Regions from separate parts of the Zea mays genome. Here region 1 is linked to region 2. A link is a contact called in public Hi-C data. All regions are on one chromosome and are shown on one strand. The core of a region is the stretch at or near the end of the contact, and the rest is flanking DNA. Distances in the headings are between cores, read along the strand shown.

Evidence for each region. Hi-C and Micro-C count contacts between places; a contact is called where the count stands out from the background.
Region 1: a contact with region 2 is called in a Hi-C map of endosperm, with 2.7 times the contacts expected there. The contact joins the promoter of LOC103628064 here to the promoter of LOC100285374 in region 2. A contact is called at or near these places in 2 of 25 Hi-C or Micro-C datasets (endosperm and leaf).

What each region holds. Positions count from the first base shown.
Region 1 is chr5:22,827,597-22,832,702 of Zm-B73-REFERENCE-NAM-5.0, reverse strand. It overlaps LOC103628064 (methionine gamma-lyase), which reads right to left and starts at 3,347. Exons shown (of 2, transcript XM_023300134.1): 1 at 2,570-3,347; 2 at 1,605-2,416. The coding sequence starts at 3,347. The coding sequence ends at 1,779. It also overlaps the pseudogene LOC103628063 and the pseudogene LOC103626098.
Region 2 is chr5:22,641,064-22,646,051 of Zm-B73-REFERENCE-NAM-5.0, reverse strand. It overlaps LOC100285374 (heat shock 70 kDa protein), which reads right to left and starts at 2,321. Exons shown (of 6, transcript NM_001158267.2): 1 at 2,151-2,321; 2 at 175-248; 3 at 19-97. The coding sequence starts at 2,213.

The sequences.
Region 1 (5,106 bases), core at 2,098-4,597, 190 kb before region 2:
AAGAAAGTCCAATGCCCTTCTCAAGCACTTCGAAGCGGCTCTATACGTCCTACACGTTCTTCGATCAGAATTCTTTTTTTCATTTGTTTTTTTGTCTTGCTAATGTGCACGTCACTTACAATGATACTATTGAAAATATAGGAATCAAGTATGTATAAACACATGTGTGGCAGACATTTTCTGACTGCCTTTCGGTTCTTTGGGCATTAGTACTTGGTCCTTCTGAAGTTAAGTTGCTCGGTTCCTATCATTTTCACTCCATTCGGTGTTAAAAAATGGAGTACATGCACAATAGAGGTGTCACAGAGTTGTACTATATAATGTTGCAGCCATCGCCTACTACCTAAAACCCTGAACATACGTCCACCAACTCGGACCATTCCATTCTCGTGTTCAACATTTTAGGGGGTGTTTAGGATGACTCTAGGTTCCAGCTTCAGTGTGGTTTATAACATCAATTTAAACAGTTTTAAAAAATATTTTTAATATAAATATAAAACAAAATAATTTATCTAAATGTCTTATACAGACTTACATCTCCAGCTCCACGATTTTCTAGAGCACCTAATGGCCTGCTCTATCAACTCCACCAAATTTTCTAGAGCTAGAGTTGTTCCAAACAGGACTTAGTTGTTGTTTTTTTGGCACAATTTGTTAAAGTACATGTATGTATGCTGATTTGGTTCCTCTAAGGTGTGATGTTATAATAGATCATTGATACAACCACTGATCCAAGAAGCCGTTCAAGAAACTTTTAGACGCCGTGAGGATCGATTGTGTTTATTCTCATAGGGACTTCTTCGCTCGATTCCGTCACAGATAATTTATTTTATATGCCATGCAACGAGCATCTAACTATGTAGTGGTGAAATAGCTATATTAAAGTAATAAAATTTTATATGACGTACAACATTTATACATAAGTTATCGTAATATTATATATTCTTATTGAAACAGTTGTACATAAGTTATTATAGTGTTTCCGTGGCAACGCACGGGCACTCACCTAGTGTATTAATAGTTTATTTATATATTTTTTTAAAAAAAATTGGTCAAAGTTATATTTTGAAGACCATATCGTTGTCCTAAACGATAACTAATAGGACACTGGAGAAAGTACTAACCAGTTGTTCGTGCTTTGATATGGTTTTTATATAGGGTTTTTTAAATTGGTGCTCTTAGTTTTGGTGACGTGGTCACCTATACCCTTATCATATATATAAATAGGTATTAAGATATTTATTTAAATATAATTATTGTTTATTTCTAAACATTAAGTTACATGTGGTCTAATGGTTAACCCCTAATTTTTAAAGCAGGGACGTAGATTCGAGTGTTCATTATATACTATTTTTTGCGTGGTGTGGTGGCTGCATGGGTGGGGTCGGGTGCTAGGCAGGCGCAATAGCTGGCTGCCTGGGCGTTGGAGGTCTACAAGGCCGTAGTTGAGAGCGTTGCGCTAGGCATGAGGTCCACAGGGCACGGCGTCGAGGCGAGCGCGTAGGGTGGGTTCAGAGTGTCAGTATGCAGATGTCTACATTAGGTTTTTACTAGAGCAGTATAAATTGAGGAGGAAACCGTTAAAGACAGATCCCATTTATTCAAGTTCACTTCCATGTTTCTCAGAGACCAATGACCATGCCGCTTGCACATACTGGCATATCCATCTGAACCAGAGGGATCAGACGGCCTTTTAACCTTACTTCTTTGGTACTAGTAGTATATCCACGAACACGACACAAAGCCACAACGTGCATGCACACTCGGAAGGCCAAGCGTCAGTGTTTGCCGTGGTTGTTGGCGGCGTCGGGGCCATCGCGGTCGGCAGCGCCCTTGAGGTGGTGGTGCCGCGGCGGTGGCGGCGGCTGCATGAGCGCTAGCGCGCGCTCCAACTGTGCCCAGCGCTGCTCCAGCGTGCCGTTGTAGCCCACGGACATGCGGACGAGGCCCGGGGAGATGCCGGCGCGCTCGCGGTCCTGGGGCGGCATCTCGCTGCTGGTGCTGGTCCCGGAGCAGGACACGAGCGTCTCGTAGTAGCCCAGGCTGACGGCCATGAGGCCGAACTGGGTGGTGTTCTGGAGGTGGTGCATGAGGCGGTTGGCGCGCTCCTCCGTGCCCATGTCGACGCACAGCATGCCGCCGGAGCCGTATCCCGGGTTCCGCATGGCGGCCAGGCGCGCGTGGTGCGGGTGGTCCGGGAGGCCCGGGTAGAGCACGCGCAGGCCCAGGCGCTGCATCCGCGCGGCGAACGCCAGCGCGCGGCGCGAGTGCTCCTGCATCCGCAGCGGCAGGTGCGGGAGGCGCTCCCACAGCTCGAAGGCCATCTTGGCGTTCATCGTGGGGCCCAGCAGCATCAGCGCCCCCTCCTGCAGGTCCATCATCGCGTTCACCAGGCTCGCCGGCCCACAGATCGCGCCTGCATGCATGCGTGCGTGCGTGCGTGCAAAGAGCGTACGTAGACCATTAGCACATCAAGGTCAGATGAGACGTTTTCTGATTTTGTTGTTGCATTGCATGCACACGGCGATGACTTGGGGAGGATCGGAGGGTAGTCAGGACGTGTCCTTACCAGCGATGATGTCGCCGCCGCCGCTGATGAACTTGGAGACGCTGTGGACGACGACGTCGGCGCCGAGGCGCGCGGGCGAGACCACGACGGGGGTGAAGGTGTTGTCCACCACAAGCTTGGCGCCGGCCTCGTGAGCCACCCGCGCCAGCATGGGGATGTCGGCGACGGCGAGCGTCGGGTTGGACATGGTCTCCACGAACACTACCCGCGTCTCACCGGGGACCACCGCGGCGCGCACGGCGGCCTCGTCGTCGACGTCCACGAAGGTGGCGCGCACCCCGGCGGCGCGCGGCAGGAACCGGGCGAGCAGCGCGTGGGTGCCGCCGTACAGGCACCGCGACGCCACCACGTGGCCGCCGGCACCCACCAGCTGCACCATGACGGAGGAGATGGCGGACATCCCGGACGCCGTGCAGTAGGCGGCCTCCGTGCCCTCCAGCGCCGCCATCTGCCGCCCCAGCGCCTGCACCGTCGGGTTGAAGTGCCGGCTGTAGATGTACATGCCGCCGCGGTCGGGGCCCAGCTCGCCCGCGAAGAGCCGCCGCATGGTTTCCGGCTCCATCACCGTGAACGTCGCCGACGCCTCGATGGACATGTTCACGCCGCCGTGCTCGCCGAACTCGTGCCGCGCCGCGGCCAGCGCCGCCGCCGGGTCTTCCGCCTCCCGCCGGCGCGCCGGCGCCTTGGGCTTCTCCTCGGCGACGCTGCCGTCGCCAGAGCCAGACACGTCCTTGCCGAACGGGCGCTTTAGGGTGACCAGCTCGGAGGCGGCGGCCATGGTCGTCTGGGCCATTGGGATGTAAGCGTGCGTGCGTTGCAAAGGAGCAGGAGATCGATCGGGCTCGGGAATGGAATCAGAGTTCAGAGCGGTGTGGGGGAAGGGAGCACAAGGTAGTGAGCAATTTATAGGCGATGCCAGGATCACAGGTGGACGTCATGGAGAGGGTGCATGTGAATATGAATCCGGACCATTCCATGGTCAGCTGAGAAGGCTACAGATTGTAACGTTTGGGTGATAACTAACTGACGGGGACATATCTGGTGCAGTGCACATAGAAGACTGGTACACATATTAAATCATCACCACTTATTTTAGATCTAACGTCTTTAGTTGATTATTCAATTTACACACAACATCTTTCACCACTACACACCACCACGTTGAATGGTGTCCTTAGTAAAATGTACCAAACAGCTAGAGACGTTAAATCTAAAATGAGTGATGATGATTTATTATGTGCATCATGTGCACCAATGTTTCATGTGCACTATATATGTTGTCCTAACTGATATCCCCATGCCAACTGTAGTGCCTTGACGTTATAGCATCAGTAGGATGCAATTCATTTAGTGTCACAAAAAAAAAACTTTAGATGCAGTGGTAAAAAATAGTTTGCAGTGCATCTCCAACCAAGTGCGCTGCTTGCATTCTGAATCTATTATTAGGCCAAACAAGCCTTCATCTTTATATATTTGGAACAAAGATTCACTCAACAATAGCTGCCTACTTACAGAGATACACAAATATTAGCTCCTTTGCTTTCTTCGTTCAGTACACTCCACAGCTAATATCTCTAGAGATTTCAGGTTTCGATCAAATTAAAGCCGATCGACTCGTCGGCAAACCAATGCCATGCCTGGTTCTTTCGTCAAATTAAATAAACCCATGTGCCAGCCAGGCTGCTACAGGCTACAGCATCTTTTTGCCATGAAGTACCGTACACTTTTTGGTCGCGGTGAAAACCGGGGGGGCATGTTCAATGAACCGAAACGAACTTAGCAGCCCACGAAGCTGAGACTGAGAGAGGAAATAACCGAAAGCTTGGATGAATCTGTCAGCGATTCTGTCGTCGTACTGGGCTAGTCGCCATGACGTTGATCGATGGCGATGAGCCCATGACAAGCGTCTGACTAAGCCTAGCTCGTCGGCGCGTCGGCGTACGCCGTGGATAATAAACGAGGCAAAGCCCTGCAGCACTTCTTCCAAACATGCCGCGGCCGGCGTCGTCGTGCACGGCAGCTGGCGACGGCCCAGCTGAGCATGCTCACGTACTCCAGCCACAAGCATGCAGTTGCAGCCGAAAAGTTTCCTTTTGCGGTTGCCTGCAGTAAGAACTATAAACAATATCTCTTCTCTACTAAGTACTATAAAGAATGTAAAGGGTAGTTTGCCACCCCGTTCTACCCTCCATCGGTTCTGTCCTCCCCCGTTCGAACCATGGATGCCTTGAGAAGAACGCCTAGGTTCTCACCAACTAGCCAACTCAACTCATGTTGGATTACATTCAATCTCAACTACGATATCTAAGATGCTTAGTTTTTCATTTGGTAACTCTGGTATGTATATTGTTTTACCCACCCTGTAATTTTTAACAATAACTTACACACTTGCAGGTGATAAACTATTGCATAAATTTAATAAAATCTCAAGATCATCTAAAGTGCCGATCTGGAGGTCGTGTCCACATAGAAAATGATTTTCAGTTCAACTTTCTAAAGCGAGACAGTGATGTTGAAACTAAAACAGATGAGCTATA
Region 2 (4,988 bases), core at 1,072-3,571:
CCCTAGGAGTAAGCTCACCTTTCCCTCCATAACCGAAACACATGAGTTAGTTGTCCCCAAATCAATCCCAATAACCTCATTTCCAGCAGCTTTTGCACTGAAAGAAGTTACCATGCAAATTAGCATTACCAAAATCAGAAAATATTAAGAACTAAAGCAGGAGATAATTATTACCTGAAAGGTCTTGCAAAACTTCCCCATTTTGAGCAAACGTTGGCAACACATGTTGACTGTATGCTGGCACCCAGCTGAAACAAGTACATTTGACTTAGGCCCTGTTGAATCCTAGAGGGATTATAAGAATCTAGATGGTAGATAGAGATTTTGAGAATCTGAATTTAGAATCTAGAATAGATAGTAGATAAAGATTTTGAGAATCTGCAAAAATAATCAGATCTGTCTGGATTCCCAGATAACACTCTTCACAGTGGATGCATTGTACTACCTCCGTTCTCGAATATTTGTCGCTCACTAGTTCATTTTTGAACTAAACTGCGACAAATAAAAAACAACGGAGGGAGTACATGATAATTGTCAAGATACCAGCTGTTTCTGGAGATGTTATGACAGGATACCTGCTTTTTCCTGTCTTCTCATCTCCAGAGAAAAAAAAAACTGGCATCTTATTTTGAGCCCTATAGGTAGACCAACTAACACTAAAAATTAGCAGCAAAAGTTAGCTTTTCCTGGGCTTGTTTGGATCCATTAGCACTAAAAATTAGCAGCTAAAATTAGTATTAGTGAATACAAACAGACCTGCTAATTATTAAAAGAGAATTATGTCCATGGCCCAAAAAAAACAGCTACTTTTTTGGCCCTTCTAGTTTTGAACTTTCTTATGTTATTTGACCCAAAAGGTATCTTTAGTTACTTATGTGGCCCTTCCACTAGTTTTGGGACTAAACGGTGTTAAGTCAAGGGTGAATTGACGATTTTGACCCTGAGTGAAAAATGAAACAGAGCCTAGTTCGTCTATGCTCAATTTTGAGGAATATTTCACATGGTTTAAAAATATTTCTCAAAGCTAAACATAGACAAACAGAACTCTGCACTAATTCAGTTTCCACCTAGGGGCAAAATCGTCAATTCACCCTGGACTTAACACATTTAAGCTCCAAAACTAATGGAAGGGTCATATAAGTGTCTTTTATATAAGGCCCCCTTTGGCAGGGCTCTGGCTCCTTGGCTTCTCTGGAGGAGCCGGAGCCATTTTGCAATTCGTTTGGCAAAACTGTTTCTCTTGTGTTTCTTTCGAAATTCGAATGATGTAGTAGGAAAATGTTGGAGCTGGCAGAAGGCACGTTTTTGGTTTGGGTGCTCGGGCTCCCAACAAGAAGACAGCTCCAGCTCTTGGAGGGCTCTCGACGAGAACCCGTTTTTTTACTGTTTGGTAGGGCTTCACAATAAACCTGAGCTAGAGCCGTCCAAAGAGCCGTGCCAAAGGGGCCCTAAGTAACTAAAAATAGCTTTCAGACCAAATGGGTAAGTTCAAAAATAAAGGGTTAAGAAAGTAACCCGAACATTTTTTTAGGGCCAAGGAAATAATTCTCTCAATTATTAACTAAGGGGCTGCTAACTATTAGTTCCATGAGCTGGTTTGGAGTTGCTAATAGGTACTAATAGTTCATATGCACCTTCAACTTACTACCCAACCACCTATCCACCTATTAGCAACAGGCCCTCAATAAATCAAATAGAACTGAATACATCCACTGGAAACAAAAACCTGAGTACCTGAGAGGCCATAGCACAACTACAATTTATTCATGGTTAACTCCACACCAGTATTGAAAATTTGAGATAACACCACTAGTAATGCTAATAAATCCCTGCACAGGGAAGCAACCGACAATCTGAGTCATAACACCATGTCCAAGTAAGACATTCTACCACAGCAGTAATCCAGTAACTTCCCAGAACTGAACTAATCAGTTAATACCCTCTAGTGCTTCGAATCTAGAAGCACTAATCTATCCTCGTCCGAGCCAAATCAAAGAGAACGTGGGATCCTATCTAATCTAGAATCACTCTTCCCCATTAACAATTCCTCGTCCGGATCAACACTGTAACACTATATTACAAGCGACGAAACTGCTAGTTGAGTATGAATGAAAGGGAATCACGGAGATGAAGCAGATGAGGGGCCTTACGGATCCGAGAGGGGACGCAAGCTCCCTTCGGCGCACGGCGCGGAGGAGCAGGGACGCCGCCATAGATGGCTGGTCCCGGGCGATAGCGTGCGGAAGCAAGGGTGGCTGCGGCGCGGCGAGGGTTTTGGAAGGGGATGCTTCGGGACTCGGGAGACCGCAGGGGCAAGGTCGGAAGGGGGCTTGCGAAAGTGGCTCTGACTTGTGATGGCCTGGTGGGCTTTTATGGGGTCGTGGCTGCAGCGGACGAATGGTGACTGAACGGCGGGCCACCACGTCGAGCGGGTGTGAGATCGAGCGGCACTGCACCGCGGCCACGGAAGGCTGTAGAAACCTCTCGACCGAGAACCAGGTTCTCCGAGGGTTTTCCTGCTTTTTTCCCAAGCCAGTGGTAACCTAACCTCATAGGTTTCTCGAAAATGGGCCGAAGCATGGAGCTCCTTTCTATGCTGCTTGCCATTTCACAGCCCAAGTCCTTAGCATTCTGTGACCTTCGTGAGACTGACGAAGGTGGGTTAGATCATCTTCATCAACTTATTCATCATATCTTTTATTGTACCTTTTATTTTAAACTTATTTTATAAACAGTATAGTTTATCATGTAAAAATAATGTATTGTAAGACCATATATACGATTTGCTAAAGAGAGCTTTAGAAGTGGTTGTTTTCCGGTTTTCAACTAGAAAAAAGAATATATTTGACCTCCCTCACTTTTTTTCGTGCACACACAAAAGCACAATGTATAATAAAAACACAGAAATATGGAAATTTACTCTTTCTTTGCTTTTGGGTACCGGTACAAAAGGAGAACGAAGTGCTCTCCAATTTAGGCTATTTCTCGTGGCTTTCCTATCTTACCTCTTACTACTTCACTTCTTATCTCAAAATTTATTATGTAACTATGTGTAATCGTATAGTTTATAATACAAAATAATATTTTGCACGGTCATATATGCATAGCTATTCGGAGACATGCTTATTCGCTAATCACCCTCCCGCGTGCATGCATAGTGTCATCCGTGTGTCAACAACGCAACGCATTAATCCATGTGTCTCAATAGTGCTTCACCTATATTGGGGTTGTTGTGAATTATCTAGGTCCTTTAATGATGTTTTGGTAATTAATGATGAAAGGATCACGATGCCCAATAGGGAGTAAATTAGGCTTTTCTAAAAATCAACAATAATTAAAACCTAAGCAAGAGCCCAACTTCACCCCAACAAATAGCAATAAGAGAATAATACTAGAAATACAACAATGATAAGACAATACTTTAAATACTTGATAAACAAATACACAATGTAAAATGCTTGAATTAAGTGTGGAATGTAAATCAAGGTTTAGAAGACTCCTCCAATTTTTCCCGAGGTATCGAAGAGTCGTCACTCTCCCTAGTCCTCGTTGGAGCACTCGCGCAAGGGTATCGCTCCCCTTTGGTCCTCGCAAGAACCAAGTGCTCACTATGAGATGATCTTTTGTCACTCCGGCGCGGTGGATCCCTCACGGCCGCTTACAGTCTTGAGCCGGGTCACCAACAAGATCTACAAGGTGATCACCGAGCCCCCAATGCCACCAAGCCGTCTAGGTGATGCCGATCACCAAGAGTAACAAGTCGTAGACTTTCACTTAACTAAGAGAAGCCTAATGCATGCGGTGTGTGCTCTAGGTGGCTCTCGCTAGCACTAATGAGGTCCAAATGCGGGATTAAGATTCTCTAATCACCTCACTAGGCTTTATGATGCTTGCAATGCTCTACCAACGTGTAGGAGTAAATGTGGGCAGCAAGACAATCAATATGGTGGTGGAGGAGGGTATAAATAGCTCTCACCCACCAATTAGTCGTTACAGGAATTCTGTTGCGCATGGGCGCACCGGACAGTCCGGTGCGCCAACGGTGCGCCACCGGTGCGCCAACGGTCATCTCCAACGGCTAGTTCTGATAGCTAGTCGTTGGGCAGATGGCACACCGGACAGTCTGGTGTGTTGTCCGGTGTGTCGGCTATAATTCAACTTCTGAACTCCGCTCTCTCGGGTTTCTGCGCAGGGAAGGGTCTTCCCCGGGCTAGGCTGGCCCCACTTGACAGAGGGCGCACCGGATAGTCCGGTGCCCCTAGGACAGAAACACTAGTTTATGTTTTCTACTGTTTTTCAAACCGGTTTTCGTTCTAACTCGTGAGTATGTTCTAGAGTGACACCTAGCACTATATGCGAGTGTGAATATGCACCAACACTACACTAGAACTCTCTTGGTCAAACTACTCATCGACAACCCCTCTTTATAGTACGGCTAAAACAGAATAAAAGACATAACTATATAACGAGTGTCTGCAACTCCTTGACACTCGGAATACGAAGACCTTCACCTTTTGTTTCGTCGCTTTAACTGTCGCTTGAAGTTATTATCTCCGGGATTGTTTTTACCGTTGTAGTACATCTTTCTGTAATGCGACCTAACTTACCATTTGTTTCTACAAAACACACGTTAGTCACATATAATATTACGTTGTCATTAATCACTAAAACCAACCAGGGGCCTATATGTTTTCAAATGACAACCATTTGTGGACTAACAATTCTTGGAGAAATAAGAATGCAGGTTGGACCACAGAGAAAATATATATCTTAGAGACTTAAAGCATTGGTCGTGGGTCAAGTGAAGGCAAATGTATAAAATAGGTTTGTTTTTGCCGGTCACCAGGTGTTTGGAGAATGAATTGACCGGATTAGTAGGCTAGATATTCATACTATAAAAGAGGGGTCAATGACTCTAATCTGTATAAAACTTAGTGCATCATAAAGCATCTCGTAGTTGCATTTGCATGAGGACTAAACCCTAAAAT